2 separate regions of the Capsicum annuum genome follow, and region 2 is linked to region 1. Evidence: chromatin contacts called from public Hi-C data. All regions are on one chromosome and are shown on one strand. Each heading gives the region's core, a stretch centred on a gene start, on an enhancer-like site or on the middle of the called end of the contact. The rest is flanking DNA. Distances are from core to core; before and after follow the strand shown.

Region 1 (7,948 bases), core at 1,836-4,335:
TAATTTGAGGTAATTTTGGTCATATTTCTTTATTTTTGTGGAGATATAACCTTTGAAATTGCACAACTGGTATGTAATTTGAATTAAATTATTCTTATTTTATCCTTAAAACCTAAAATTATTCTTTATTAGAAAAATGATTTGAACTTTTTGTCCTTCATTAAAAGACTCTTCTTTAGACAAAATTATTTTTTCACTATTATTTTAATATATTATTTAATTATTTTTTATTATATTAACTAGACTTTCTAAAATATATGAGATTCCAAAAATATATAGTATGAGAGTTAATTAATATTTTTCTTTCTACTAGACTTCCTAAAATATATGGGATTCCTAAAATATATGGTAGGAGAATTAATTAATATTTTCTTTTCTATTGTTCAATTAGAAAAATACTCCTAAAATAGGACTTTATTAAGGAAATACTTCTATAAATATTGAGATGTAGCCTATTGAAAAATTATGATTGATGCTCATCTAACTTGATTCGATTGTATGCCCTCAACTTCTTCACTATTTTCGTCAGCATAATAGAATTCAACATATGTGTATATATATATTTTCTTTGTTTTCATTCAAAATCATTCTTTAGGTTCAAAATTTTCGCTCAGACAAGAATTAGTTGGACCAAAATCGAAGCTTTGTGATCACTATTATATTGTTTTTTATAGTTTACAGGTTGTAGATGAATGTCGGTTGGCTTTGAAGAATTTCTTGTGTAAAGGTTAGATTTAATCCTATTGTTTTGATATCTTTATTGTTTTATTTTAATTTACAGATGCTAGATGAATGTGGGTCGGCTTTGAAAAGTTTTTTAGATAAAGGTTAGGTTTAATTATATTATCGTAATATCTCTATTAGTTTGTTATTTTGTGGTAGTTTACAGTTCGTAGATGAATCTCGATCGGCTTTGAGAAATTTTTGTGTGTAAAATTTAAGTTTAATTATATTGTTTTGATATCACTTTTATCGCATTATTTTGTTGCAGTTTACAAGTGATAGATAAATATTGGTCGGCTTTGAAGAATTTTTTTATGTAAGGGTTAGGTTTAGTTGTATTATTTTGATATCTCTATTATCGTCTTATTTTGTTATTGCTTACAGATGGTAGATGAGTGTCAGACGACTTTGAAAAAATTTTGTGTATAAAGATTAGATTTAGTTGTATTATTTTGATGTCTCTATCATTGCATTGTTTTGTTGCAATTTTCAGATGGTAGATGAATGTAGATCGGCTTTTAAAAATATTTTTGGTAAAGGTTAGGTTTAATAAATAAATTCTCCATCTTTACATACTCAAAAGATATTGAATTTAATTATTATATTCATCTTTATTATTTAAACAAATATCTTATTTAGTGTAATGTTTGAACTCATCAAAGTGAGGTACACGTACAAGGCGCGTACACCTAAACTAGTTTATTTTTAAAAAGTAAAAGTTTTTCCGATAGACTCGGTATAGGTAAGCATATTAAAAATTAAATATTTAAGTAAATATAATGATGATGAATTCAAATTTAAAATAAGAGAAAAGACATTGTTATCAGAGGCGAACTCAGAATTTGAAGAGTGCGAGTGCACCTTTATCATAACATAAGCGCTCAAGAATCTTCCAATGATGACTGAGGGATAGTGTCGTGTCTAATTGATAGATTAGTAAAGGCTTAAGTAATGGCGAAAATATAAATATATAGGCCAAATGTGGGTGTTTTAGGATAATATATAAACCTTAACTCTTTATAAATAGATTAATGCAGTAGCCCAGTGATTAAGGATGGATTGTGTAAGCAAAGAGGTTGCAAGTTCAATTCCTTACTACTACTTTTGTTGTTAAAAATTAATAACACAAAAAATAGAAAAAGAAAACTTGACCCTGGGATTCGATCCCGAGTCTGTATTCTTTGGGGTGCATATAATTTATATAACAGTTTCTTAAGGTATATACATATACGTATACACAATTTTTTTCGAACTTACCGAGTGCACATGCACCCCACCCTAACACGTGAGTCCGCCCCTGATTGTTACCCCTTCAACTATAACGAAAGTCATTGAGACACACCCCATCTTAAAGTAGGTTTGATTACCCCTGAACTATTTTAAAGTGTAATAAATATGCCCTTCAGTGCTGACATGGCATCACAACATGCACCTCCACGTATATAAATATTTTTTTAAAAGTTTTTTTTAGTTATTATCTTATATTTAAAATAAGTCAATACACGTAATTTTTAAAAATATTTCTTTGCCTTGTATTTAAAACTTTCTCAAATACATGTACTTTTTTTACTTCTCTTTGATTTATATTTTATTTTTTCACAAATACACGTAATTTTTAAATTTTTTCTTGTCAACTTATTTTTTTTCTTGTATTAATATTCTCAAATACACACAATTTCTTTTATTTTAACTTTCCTTCTTATTATTTTTTGTATTTAAATTTTTCTAAAAACGCACATAATTTTTTTTTGTTTTTTACATTCTTATTATTTTTTGTACTTATTTATTTTCTTTACCTTTCCTTTGAATTTAAATAAAAACTATATTTTATAAATAAAAATAATATCGGTCTGTTTTTTAATACAAACCTATTATACTCCTATTATCTATTTATTATAGGAGTATAATAACTTTTGTTTCCTTCTCGACTCATCCTTCTTTATTACTCCTTTCGTCTCATTTTATTCGTGCCAAATTTCTTAATTTGATATCTCATTTTACTTATTCTTTTTTACTTATCAATTTGATGTCTCATTTTACTTTTTTTTTTTACTTATTAAGACAAGATAAATTTATTTTTTCATTATACCCTTAGTGTAATTGATTACTTCTTGTTATTAGTTATTGGAACTAATAACAAGAAACAATCAAGAAAGGCAAAATGATAAAGTTACATTACTAATTATTATTTTCTTAATAGTTGTGTCACCCTAATTTGGGATGGGTAAAATGGGACGGAGGGAGCATGTCTGTTGCTTCTCTTTCCATGTTTGAATTAAACCTCAGCCAACCGTAACCCCTTTATCTCAGTCTCCGTCGTAGTCAGTCTCCTTGTGTTCATCTTGGAATCTTAAGCGTTTTCCGGATCACCAGCTACCATCCAATGTCTGTCAAAGTACTAAAGAGAAAGCATTTTCAAACTAAAAATGGGTTTTCTCAATCAAAGCAGCAAATGGAGGAGGCGACTGAAATTCATATCCAAAAGCAAATAGTTGTGGAAATCCTCAGGAGGTTACCCTTGCAATCTGTTCTTCGCTTCAAATGTGTGTCAAAAATTTGGGAGGCAGTAATATCAGATCCTTACTTTGATAAGATGATGAAGAAGCATCATTCGACTTCAAATTTCCAAAAGTTTCTTATTCATAAATTGTGCTCTACTCAGGGTGGTGCTCTCTCAAAATATAAGTTCCATTCTTCTTCTTTATCGACTTTTGAGAATGTACTTTTTTTTTTAACAATATACTATTTATATTAATTCATAGACAATATACTATTTATATTAATTCATAGTAAGTTTCAGAGTGTTAAAAAATACTATTCGGATAATTAACAAATCAAACAGAATTTTGTAACAATGAAATAGAGAACTTTGCTAAACTATGTGCTATTTTATTTCAAGATCTAGGGACATGCACTACGGCTACAGTTTCAACGAAATCCATCAACTTCCAAAAATTAGTGTATAAATAATTTTATGATATCTAAAATATATAAAAATTAGTATACTGATAATTTTATGGTGTATGAAATTTGTATGGAATGTGGTTTGAATCAATTGGAGAATTTACTGTCATTAATGATATTTTTTCTCTTTGAAAATATTAAAACTTAATGTCAATTGAATTAAATAAATAATATTTAAAAATATAAAACAATATCAAATAAATGTGTTGTTTTTCCGATTACCTTATTAAATATTTTTTAAAAACTTATTTGAAAAAAACAAAATAAGAGAATTTGTAAGATAAAATGTCAACTATTAAATTGCCCCCTTAAATCATGCTATTTTATTTACTTGTTTTCTGTTTTTTCTTTTACCCTATTTAATAGATTTTGTTAGATTTTTATTGTTATTCTTTGAAAAGTAAAAACTGTAGTTTTTATAATATTGATTCTTAAATTATATATTTATGTGATTTGTCCATAGAAAAATCAATTTCCTCCAAAAGTATCTTTTTGCAAAAATACAATCAGAAACACTTCAAAATATTTGGCCAAATACTAATTGTTGCTCAAAAGTGTTTCAAAATGATTGCCAAAATACTTTTTTAAAAAACACTTCAAAATAAGTTGATTTTAAACACGTGACCAACCATGCTAGAACTTCAACCACTGTACCTTAACCGAAATGCGACACAAGCAAAAAAAAATGAAAAAGCAGAAACGATTAAATGGCAACATCCAAATTGAGTAACCGGGCAAACAGGTTTGCCCTTGCCAATCGACATAAGCATGTGTTTGTTTACTTGAACAAGAAGGTAAGCAACTCGTTCAAATAATGAACAAGACTTCTGCTATTTCTGTTTGAGCACACGTTGATAATGGATATAAATGTCCGACTATGGCACAATGAGGCAGCATTTTCTATTTCAGTTATACCCATGCCTATAAATGGAGGAGAATATAGGAAAAACGAAAATGCAACTCGAAATAGGTTCTAACTTTACACTCTTAGTTATGCTCTTTTTTTTTGTTCTTTTTTGAACTCTTAGTTATGATATTTTTTTGCTCCAATAGCAAGCTAAACGAAAAATTCGAAAAGCTAGGTTAAAATCAATGGCACATAGCAATGTACGAAATCATTTTTTATGACAATGGTGTCCGGGCTAGCTTGCACGTTCCACTAAGTACTTGTTACCTCCCATCAGTATAGGGTAACTTTGCCTGACTAACGTTTAGACAGATGTGAATAATCATCAAGTGTCTTTTGAATTCGGCTGGGATTTTGAATTTGCATCCAGAAACAAGCTGCATGAAAACCAATGTCCAAAAAAGGGATTAAAAGAATCCTACATGTCATTAGAAATAGAGTAGGGTATGAATTGCCACATGATTAGTTAATAATAGTGAATTGAGCACTGAACCAGGATTCCAGAAATACAAAAGACAAACATATAAGATGAAGCCTATAGACCACATCATTAAAAACATGGTTGTACTTCAAGCCCAGCAATACGGATACAAGCAGAATAACAGCAATATCTGGACATATCACCCTAACAGGTACACTCCAGAAAAATCTGAGCAGTATAACTAAAAGGCAGAGAACCAATAACACATACTAATGTGGTGAGACAGATCATGAGATGTGAGGTTTTTTATGCCCTAGGAGCTTGGGCAGAACCTATTACACAGGGCGATGTTATTGCTGCAATTGACCAAAGCAGAATACCACAAGAGATCCTTAAGTGATTCATTCCTTTCTCTTTGGGCTGGCTAGATCAAAGTTCCAAACTCCTTATAAGGCAGCAATTCATTTCCTTAATCTGGTTAGGATTAGGAGCAATTGAATAGCATTTAATTGATGCACTGGTTGTACAACAAATAAGTCTTCTTGTGTGGTATAACCTTTACGGGAATGAAAAGCATATGTTGGTTGAGAATTGCTCAGGTATTCATCGATAATGCCTTCGCCAGGTTCTAGGCGTCGTTCGCCCATAATTCATAAATGTTAGATACATGATTAGCTACAAAAGGGTTTTCCCGTTTCCAGGACAAATTCGTCTGCTTGTGCGTCATAATAACCACTAGCAGATATGTAAAGGTATCATAATGCTTACAAGGAGATTTGAAGAGGAAGAAGTGCTGAAATGTTTAAAACTATGTGCAGCTGATAAAGCACCAGGATTAGATGGCTTGACCATGGGCTCTATATCAAATGCTGGGAGGGGGTGAAGCAGAAAATAATGAAGGTTTCTCAAAATTTTTATGAACAAGGGATGTTTGGAAAAAGTCTCGATGCCCCCTTCATACCGTTGATCCCAAAGAAGATAGGTGCAAAAGAACCGAGGGACTTCAGGCCTAAGCTTGATAGGCAGTGTATAAGCTATTTTCTGAAGTCGTCACAGAAAGATTAGAAAGAGTGATGGCCAGGCTGATAGATTCTCAACCAACGGCTTCATAAAAGGAAGGCAAATCATGGACGGTGTACTTATAGCTAATGAAGCAGTTGATTCTAAAGTAAACCAGGAATATTGCGCAAACTGGACATCGAGAAAGCATATGACCATGTCGATTGGGGTTTCCTTTTGTGTACTTGAGAATATGGGGTTTGGACAGAGATAGATTCAATGGATAAAATTCTGTATATCAACAATTAGTGTTTCGGTATTAATCAATGGGTCACCAACAGCAGCAGGTTTCTTCACAGCACAAAGGGGTCTTAGGCAAGGAGACTCTTTGTCACCATTTCTGCTATCAACAATATGATCAAAATTGCCAACACAAATGGTTAGCTAAGAGGCTTTGAAGTGCTATAGCTGGAAGGGAGAGTCTTGAGATAACTCACCTATAGCATGCAAATGATACCCTGATTCTGTTATGTTAAAGAAGATCAACTTAAAAGTCCTGAGATTGATCCTGGTATTCTTTGAAGGAATCTCAGGATTACATGTCAACTGAAGGAAGAGTTTTTGTACTCTGTAAATGCAGTATCAAATATGGAAGGTTTAAATGCAATTTTAGAAGGTGAAGTTGGTGTCCTATCAACCACCACTTTGGAATGCCACTGGAAGTCGAGTCCAAAGCCACAGAAATCTGGAACGAAATGATTAAGAACAGTGAAAAAAAGTTGAGCAGATGAAAGTCTCAGTACCCTCTCTGGTGGCAGATTGACCCTTTTCAATTCTGTCCTTGATGCACTTCCAGCATATATGATGTCCCTGTTTCCAGTGTCAGTAGGATCATCAATAGGTTGGATAGCATCAGGAGGAACTTCCTTTAGTTAGGAAATAAGGATAGAAAATGCTATCACTTAGTGGAAAGCAATAATCAATGGCAAGATATTCGTAGGAATGGGGATAAAGAATTTTAAGTTACAGAACAAGGCTCCAAGAATGAAGTGATCATCAAACTCTGTGGAGTATAGTATTAAAGCTAAGTATGGGGAGGTGACAACTGGATGACCAAAAAAGTCACCACACCCTACGGAGCAAGCTTATGGAGATTCATCAGAAACTTAAGGGATGAATTCAAGCCAAATACTACAATTAAAGTAGCAAATGGGGAGAATGTTTTTTGGAAAGATGATTGACATGAGGCATGAATCATGGAGACCCTCTTCCCAGACACACACAATCTAGTTCTACATCAATAGAGAACTATAGCAGATCTATGGACACCTCCACTTTCAGGAGACACATAAATGACTGGGAAATCCACAGGATGACAGAATTTTCAGTTTGGAGGCCTAGAGACTGGACATGATTCTTTAAGATGGTGGGGAGCTAAAGAAGGGCAAGGTGAGTAATGCATACAGGAAGATGAACCACCCCAACCATCAGACATATAACTGGCCCTGGAAGCACATATGGAAAGCCAAGATTCCTCACAAGGTTGCCTGCTTCGTTTGGTTACTGGCCAAAGAGGCAGTGCGCACACAAGACAATCTGACCAGGAGCGAGATAACATTGCGCAATAAGTGTTCCTTTTGTGTGAAACTACAGAGACAGTTAATCATCTGTTCTTACACTTAAAGGTAACAAGATAGTTATTGAGATTGTTCATAAATCTCAAGAACATCTCATGCTCCATGCCTGGGTGAATCACAGACGCTCTACAAATTTGAGAGGAAGTAGGAGTATTGGTCGAGAACAGGAACAGATGGACAACTATACCAGCAAGTATTTGGCAGACAATCTGGAAGGAGAGGAATCTTAGATGCTATAAGAGTATAGAGAACAGTATGGAGCAAGTGCAACTCAAATTGAATTGTATTTTGATGTAG
Region 2 (7,948 bases), core at 3,193-5,692, 180 kb after region 1:
TTGCAGTTAAAAGTAGTAGTTGATATAAAAGGAGTAAAAAAATATGATTTACTATGTAACTTTTTTTTACATATTTATCTGTCATTCGTTTAACTTTTGTGAATCTACAGTTTCTTGTGAATTATTTTTAATTTAATTAATATTTTTAATTTAATTAACATTTTTCTAAAATTTAAAATAGGAATTTTTTATTTCTAATTAGATTTAAATATTTATCTCTTAACTTTAATTCAAATAATTTCGATTAAAAGTAGTAGTTGATATAAAAGGAGGAGTAAAAATATGTGATTTTATGGGGATGATTTGAATTGTACAGTTATTTTTTATTTTTCATTTTTTAATTTAAAATCTAAAATAGAAATTCAAAAGGAAATTGGTCAGTTTTTGATTTTGTAAGGTTTGCCTTTTTTTAATTAGTAATTGTTTTGACTAATTTCTTTTCATTATTTTTAAAAATTGTAATTAGTTTAGAATTTTTAAAAATACTAAATTGATAAGATTTAAAAAAATATATTATTAATGTGCAAGTTGAGATTTTTTTTTATTTTTTTTACATTTTAATGTGAAATTTATATTGGAGTAGTTAATGTGCAAATTAGTTATATATTCTTTTTCTTTTTTAATAATTATATTTAATTATTATTTTTAAGTAGAATATTTATAGTATTGATACTTATCACTTTTGCCTCTCCTATTATATATAGAAAGATCTATCAAAAAATATGAATAAAAAGTAAGTAAAAATATACTTGCTTTAATTTATATATATATATAAGTTTTACTAAAAAAAAATTTATGACCGTGAAATCTCGGGATTAAGTATCTTTTTGTTAAGTATCATGTGGTTGATTAGAATGAGCAAGGAGCCAATACCCAATTGAGAAGCCCCATCAACTCAGACTCCGTGGCATTTTAAAAAGACAAAACTTGAGCAGAGCAGGTAGGAAACGCACAAAAATTAGCATTAAAGTAATACTACTGGATATCCTATACATCATCCACCATGCACACTGCACTATCCTCTTTTAACTTATGTTGTTGGTGACTTGGTGCCTAATAACCAACCGTAAAAAAAAGGCAAAATTTATCGACAGGCTCCTCAACTAGATGTTATTTTTTATTTTGATATTTTAAGTCGATGTTGTTTATTTTTAACATCTTAAATAACTTATAAATGTATTATTTTGATTCATTTTGCACAATCGACAAAAATATATAATAAACGTGTATTATACGTACTATGATGTATAAAGTTACTAATATACATGTAAAGTAATCAATAATAATAGAATATTTATCATTTTTTTTATTCAAATAATTTCTAAATAAATAATTTGAATTAAAAAAAAAATAAGCCCCCCCCCCCCCCCCTCTCCCTCCCCACCCCCCACCAGTCCTTTTCTCCAAACACCCTCCCCTCCCACCCCCAATCATCTTCTTGTAAACACCCTGCTCCCTTCCCCTCCCCCCACAAATGATCTTTTTCTCTAAACGCCCCACCCCCAACCCCACCCCATCCCATCAGTCCCACCCATTCATCCGAATCTTCTCCAAACGTCGCCCCAGCTCCATCACCATCACCACCATAATCATCTTTTCCAAATCCCCATTTATGTTATTGTTGGATAAACAAAATTAGGTTTATTGTTGGATAAACAAAGCATTAATCTTCTTCATGCACTAGATTTTCAAATGCCAAACACCAATCAATTTAAGAATAATGGATAACCAAAATTAGGTTTGTATTGCTTTATGTCTTCTCCAACACTGTATTTGAGAAATTCAGTGTAGAAAAATACTGGTGAAGTTTTTCTTCATTGATTTAGCTCGAATTTTAGTTTTTCTTCACCAATTTAGCTTGATTTTTCAGATTGTCCTCATCGGTTATGCTTGATTTTCAATTTCTTTTCATCTATTTTGTTTGGGTTTCATCTTTTCTTCATGGATTTAACTTCATTTTTTCAGATTTTCTTCATCGATTTTGCTTCGATTTTTAATTTTTCTTCATCGATTTTACTTGATTTTCATTTTTTCTTCATGAATTTAGCTTCGCTTTTTATTTTTTTTTGCTCGGTTTTTATTTTTTCTTCATTAATGTTGCTCGATCTCCAGTTTTTCTTCATTGGTGTTGCTTGATTTTCAGTTTTTCTTCATCAATTTTACCCTTAATGATTAAAAAAAATGATGTTTATTATCTAATCTTCACGAACACCTAAATGCGTAAGCAATTTTTAAATTTCTCTCAACAATTTTTACCATTAAATAAATTTAAAATTGATAAAAATGGGAGATAAAAATGAGAAAGAAGGTATAAATTAATGAGATGGAGTTAATATATTGTTTTTGGTAGGACGAACCCCTAAATGTGTATTTAATTTTTAATTCTCTCTTAATAATTTTCACCATTAAATAAGCTTAAGGTTGACAAAAATGATAGATAAAAATGAGGGAGGAAGTAGAATTACATTCTCCGTTTTAAAAAGAATTACCTAATTTGACTTGACACGGAGTTTAAAAAAATAAAGAAACTTTTGAATTTTATGGTGTTAAATTAAATAGGAAAATTTTAATATGGGTGAGGCTCACCCAACAATAGTTGTGTGAGGCTCCTCTTAGTTTTTGACAAGTATTTTCGTGGGACCCATTTTATCATCAAATGCTTTCCCTACTCACATTTTGCTCTATTTCTTATTTATATTTCAGTATTTTGTTTTTCTTTCTTGTTCTTCTTTTTATTTTAAAACATTGCCTCTTTATTTTATATTTCAATCTTCCTCTTTTCTCATTTGTACTTTTAGCTCCTTTTAGGAGGTTTTTAACCATAAAAAGTATAAATATTTAAAAAATATATATTTTAAAAATAAAAAATAATATTTAAAATTAAAATTGTGTTTGATCATAAATATGAATCGAAGGTATTTTTAAATTTTTAGGAATAAAAAGGTATTTTTGAATTTTTAGGAATAACTTAAAGTAAAAAAAAAATTCATTTTTTTTTAAAAATATTTTCACAAAGTCAAATATGAAAGGATCTAGGATTTTTACTAGGAGAATTAAAAAAAAAAAATTATATGTTTGAGATTTGAATTTAGAACTTTAAAGTGAATTTCGAATCTCCAAAACCACTAATCCTACTTGTAATATAGTGTTAGGTAATTTAAAAAACAATATGGCTACATAAATAATAAAAAAAAGTACCTTATATATACAATGCAATTTTTTGTCGAGAAGGTTCCTCTTGTCTCTTCAAACATGCCTATGATCCAGGTACTTCTCAAATGACCCCTTGAAAAAAATATCCCTATTCTTAACTCATTCTTTGATTTTACTCTGGTGTCGGATTTTCCCTCGTTATAAGTGACCATGTGTACATGGTTTTTTTTTTTTTCAATATAAGCTTATATTTTTAGGTTCATCAAAATTTCATCTAAACTTAGCCCTTATTTAACTCTCTGGATTTTTACTAATTTTTCAATATTTCATCACACAAATCAAACATAGACATAAAAGAAACCATAAATGTTGTGGGTTAAAAGTTTAGGAGATCTAAAATAAAATTAATTTGATAATCTTACTTTATCCGTTTTATATTAGTTGTTCATCAAACTAAAAATAGTTGTCCCATATTAAAAGTCCACCTTACTAAATCGAGAAAGTATTCGTAATAATTTATTTCAATATTACCTTTGTAATTAATTCTTTTTGAAAGTGTCCACGCTTGTTTGTAAACCTACCTTTTTATTTATAATTTTTTAACATCGTGTAAAAAAAAGACTAACTAATATGAAACGGATTGAATATCAATTTCAAAAAATTATCTATTAATTTTTTTTTGTAGCTAAGTAATAGAAGAAACAAAAAATAAAAAAAAGTTCAAATTAACTAATGAACGCTAGATGTCAATTCTGCTAATATATGCAGCAACAAGACGGTTATGATTATAATACTAAATTTATATGAATTTAGTTATGATTAATTAGGAATTGGTAGAAAAAGAAAAAAAGTGAACAAAAATAAAAGAATTGAAAAGATAAGATAAAAAGAGAAAATATGAAAATGAGTGGCTGTCATGACTTTATGAGTGATAAATAAACACTTGTCATGCATAAAGACCCTCACATAACTTACACTATTTGAGTCTCACCCATAATAAAGTTTTCCAAATCAAATATATGTCAAATATATTAAAATGTCTTTCAATCTTGTGATCTTAAATATATCACGTGGAAAGTTAAAATTAAAAAATTATTAAAAAAGAAAAGGAATCATTCTATTTTAAACGGAATAAAACAGAAAGTATGTATTCTTTTTAAAACGGAGGGAGTATAAATTAATGGAAAGAGTTTATATATTGTTTATGGGCCAACTTGGATGTCATATCAATCAAAAAAAGATTTTCACACGCCTTCATATATGTGTAATGCAAGCATTATACCAACTCTGCAAAAGGTGACACACTCGATGAGTGTTTAAAATGAACACTTGATGAGTGTTTGAAATGAACATCGTCTACTTTTAATGTCAAATAAAAGATGATAGCAAATTTAGATGTCTATCGATTTCCGCGTAAAAAAAAATGATTCGATTCTGTTTGCGTGCAGGTTAAAAACAAGTTAATATAATCCTCCAATGTCCTTTCACATTTCTCTCTAGACACATACAACGTCCAATTAATATTCTGATAGTTGGGCTCAACTCTCATTGAGCACTAGTGACAGTTTCTCCATTTTTGTAGCATTAATGGAGAATGGGAACAATGTCTCCGGTGATAAGCCGATGGTAATGGTCACTAATGATGATGGAATTGATGCACCTGGTTTAAGAGCTCTTGTTCGTGCCCTCGTCTCCACCAATCTATTCCATGTTCTCGTTTTTGCTCCTGACTCGTACCGCTCTTCTCTCTCTCCTTTTTTTTATAGTACAACTTATTCATTTCAGTGACGGAGTTTAGATTTTTATTAGGAAGTTTGAAATATGAAGACGTAAACAGTCGAACAGGGTTCAACCTCTGCTGTATATATATAAAAAAAAAAAGTAATTTTAATCATGTATAATTAGTGTAATATTTTGCTGATGTAGGTTGATTGAGCTGCCTTAGCACTACTTGTCTTCGCCCTGATTCATTCCTGTGTGCCCTGTATACTTATACAGCGGCTGAATATGCAGCAATGTTGTCTGCAATTAGAACTGTAAATGGACTTTGTGATGAAAATTTGAGATTAATTTGACCCTGACTCATTCCAAAAAGCTAACTGTGAGGATTTTCTAATACATAGTCGATTCTTTCAACCAATGTGCTATAATTTCAACATCTAATAGAGGCCTTATAATATTTCTGACACTTTGATTTCCGTCTTCCAGTGAAAGATCGGCTGCTAGTCATTGTGTTTCATGGCAACGCTCGGTTACTGTTAAGAAAGTAGATGTCCCTGGCGCTACAGCTTTTGCAGTTTCTGGTTAGTTTTGGTCTTACAGAATTTGCTAACTGAGAACTGCTTAGATTTAAATTCTTAATTCATCTTTGATTTTCTATTGTCATCTTAGTCTTTAATCTGTCAAATCTTTGTACTTCTCTGAGTCCTGCTTTTATTGGCTTTTCACAATTGCATAACTGTCCTTTCTATATGAAATTGGTGGTTTGATGTCTTCAATACTTTAAAATCTCAAACTGATTCTCATTCTTTATGCTGTGGACTTGAAAAATAGTTAAAAGATCTGGAGGCTAATTTGATTTCTTCTGTACTTTCTCTCTTTCAAAATGTTGGAATTCTATCACCAATTTGATAGGCGTACAATCACAACCTAATATTTTTGATAATCTAATTTTAAGTTGCAAAATTATTCAATAAAATGTGTTTATCTACGTAAATTGATGCTATTGACCCTCCATAAGCCAGAAGCGCTGCTTCTATTATGTTGCTTTAAAATTGAAGGAAAAGAATGAAGGGAGCCTTTCTGTAACTTGTAAAGTTGTTGGTAGGGGTGGCAAATGGACGGTTTTGGCTGAATTTGGGTGGGTCAAAATTAACTAAATCAATAAATGGGTCATTGCTCAATCCACCCAAAATATAGATAAGCTAAATGGGTTGGCTTAAATGGACTAAACAATGGGCTAAATGAGTTGGGCTTAGATGGACTAAACAATGGATTATAGCCCAACCTATATCATTCTAGTAAAAACTTTGATTGAATGATATTTAATTGTTATTATTATTGTTTTCAAGAAAAACTAAAATATGAAAACTAAAAAATGTAATAAAAATATTTGTATATATATTTAACACAAAATAATAATAACGAATAAGATAAAAGAGGTGGAAAAAATATATTTTCTTTATAAAATAAATTTGAAAGATTTAAATTTTTTTTTTGGGCGTGGGGGTGGGGTAAGGATAGAGGGTGGGCTAAGAAAAAAAATTGAAATTTTTTAAAAATGTAAATTAAAAAAAATTAGGAGGGGGCTAGGGGTGGGTCGTGGTAGGGAGGGGGAAGGGGATGGGGTAAGAAAAAGTTTATTTTTCTTGCGAAAAAGTAAATTTTAAGAAAAATTTATTTTTTTTAAAGGGTGGGGCTAGGGGGTCATGTTTAGGGAGGTGGGGAAATGGCGTAAGAATTTATTTTTTTGAGGGAGAAGGGTGAAGGGTGGATTGAGGTTTTATAAAAGACTGATTTTTTTTTAATAAAAAAATTAAGTTTTTTTTTTTGTTTGGGGGGGGGATAGGGGCCGGGGTAGCACGACAGTGTAAGAATTTTTTTTTAAAAAATATAAATTGAAAAATTAATTTATTTTTAAAAAATAAATTTTAGAAAATATTTAAATTTTCTTTTGGTGGGGTAGGGGTAGGGAGATGGCATGAGAAAAAATTTATTTTTCTTCATTCAAAAAATTATTTGTTACTACAGTTATTTCAAAATGAAAAAAAAGAATATAATTGAAGCAACTAAAAAATTAATTAAAAATATTAAAAATAAAATTACAAATACTAGTATTAAACATTTTGTTTGGTCAAAGTTGGGTATCATCACAAGCCCATTTGACTTGATGATTTATGATGGTTCACTTGAACTAGCTAAATAAGCTCATCTTTAAAATTGCTCTGGCCCAACCCATTAAAATATGGGTGGGTTAAATGGGTTTGGGCTAATTTTGCCACCACTAGATTTGCTGTCACGTGATCGAAAGGAAACGGTTCAAGCTGTGAAAATAGTCTCTTGCAAAAATGAAGGTTAGGATTGTGTACAAAAGACCTTTGTGATGACCTTTTTCTGAATCTCGCGCATAGCGGGAGCTTTGGTGCATGCCATTTAATTTAAGGAAATAAGCAATTGCCTATATTGTCTCTAAAGGCTGTTACCAAGCATAGCTAATTGTGAATTATTTTGTGCTTGTATCTGTTCATATTCCCACAAGCTGGTGCAACTTGAACTGATTGTCTTACGCTATCCTTCTGGAAAATGAAAAAAGGAGAACAAAAGTTCTAATATTGAATTCAAAAGTTCTAATATTGAATTTCAATCTAGTGAATGAAACACAAGCAAATGATATCTTCTAATTCAAAAATTAGTCAAGTTGATTCATGGTAGTACAGTTCCCTTAACGACAACTTGTTATCTGACTTCATTTACAATGATTATTGTATCGTTATCTCTTTCCCACTCGCACAAACATTCTGTTTGCATTTGGCAGGAACTCCAGCAGACTCAACTTCCCTAGGAATCTCCAAAAAGATCTTTCCTTCGCTACCTGATCTGGTAGCTTTTCAGACTGATGCTCAGCTTATATTTTGATTTAGCATGTAGTCTCACTTATCATGTATCTGTGTATGAACTATATATGATCTTCATAAAGTTCACTGTGGATTTATCCGATTTCATCTTTATGAAAAATTACATTTCGGATGTACAAGTACAAAATGAAATTTGCTTTTGGGTTGTTTTTGCTATTTTT

Evidence for each region. A called contact is a pair of places that touch in the nucleus more often than the background predicts.
Region 2: a Hi-C map of leaf shows a contact between it and region 1, with 2.5 times the contacts expected there. The contact joins the promoter of LOC107873081 here to the enhancer-like site in region 1. A contact is called at or near these places in 2 of 5 Hi-C or Micro-C datasets (leaf and placenta).

What each region holds. Positions count from the first base shown.
Region 1 is chr6:161,592,601-161,600,548 of UCD10Xv1.1, forward strand. It overlaps LOC107873082 (protein OBERON 2), which reads right to left. Exons shown (of 3, transcript XM_047413541.1): 3 at 4,414-4,971. The coding sequence ends at 4,892. Among protein-coding and RNA genes, the nearest start is that of LOC107873082, 5.5 kb to the right of the region's middle. Within about 2 kb of position 3,086, at least 3 of the 5 cell types and tissues checked have an H3K27ac peak or open chromatin away from gene starts, as enhancers often do. A contact at or near this core is called in leaf, where this site is marked.
Region 2 is chr6:161,772,088-161,780,035 of UCD10Xv1.1, forward strand. LOC107873081 (5'-nucleotidase SurE) reads left to right here and starts at 4,443. Exons shown (of 10, transcript XM_047413542.1): 1 at 4,443-4,886; 2 at 5,362-5,456; 3 at 7,688-7,752. The coding sequence starts at 4,741.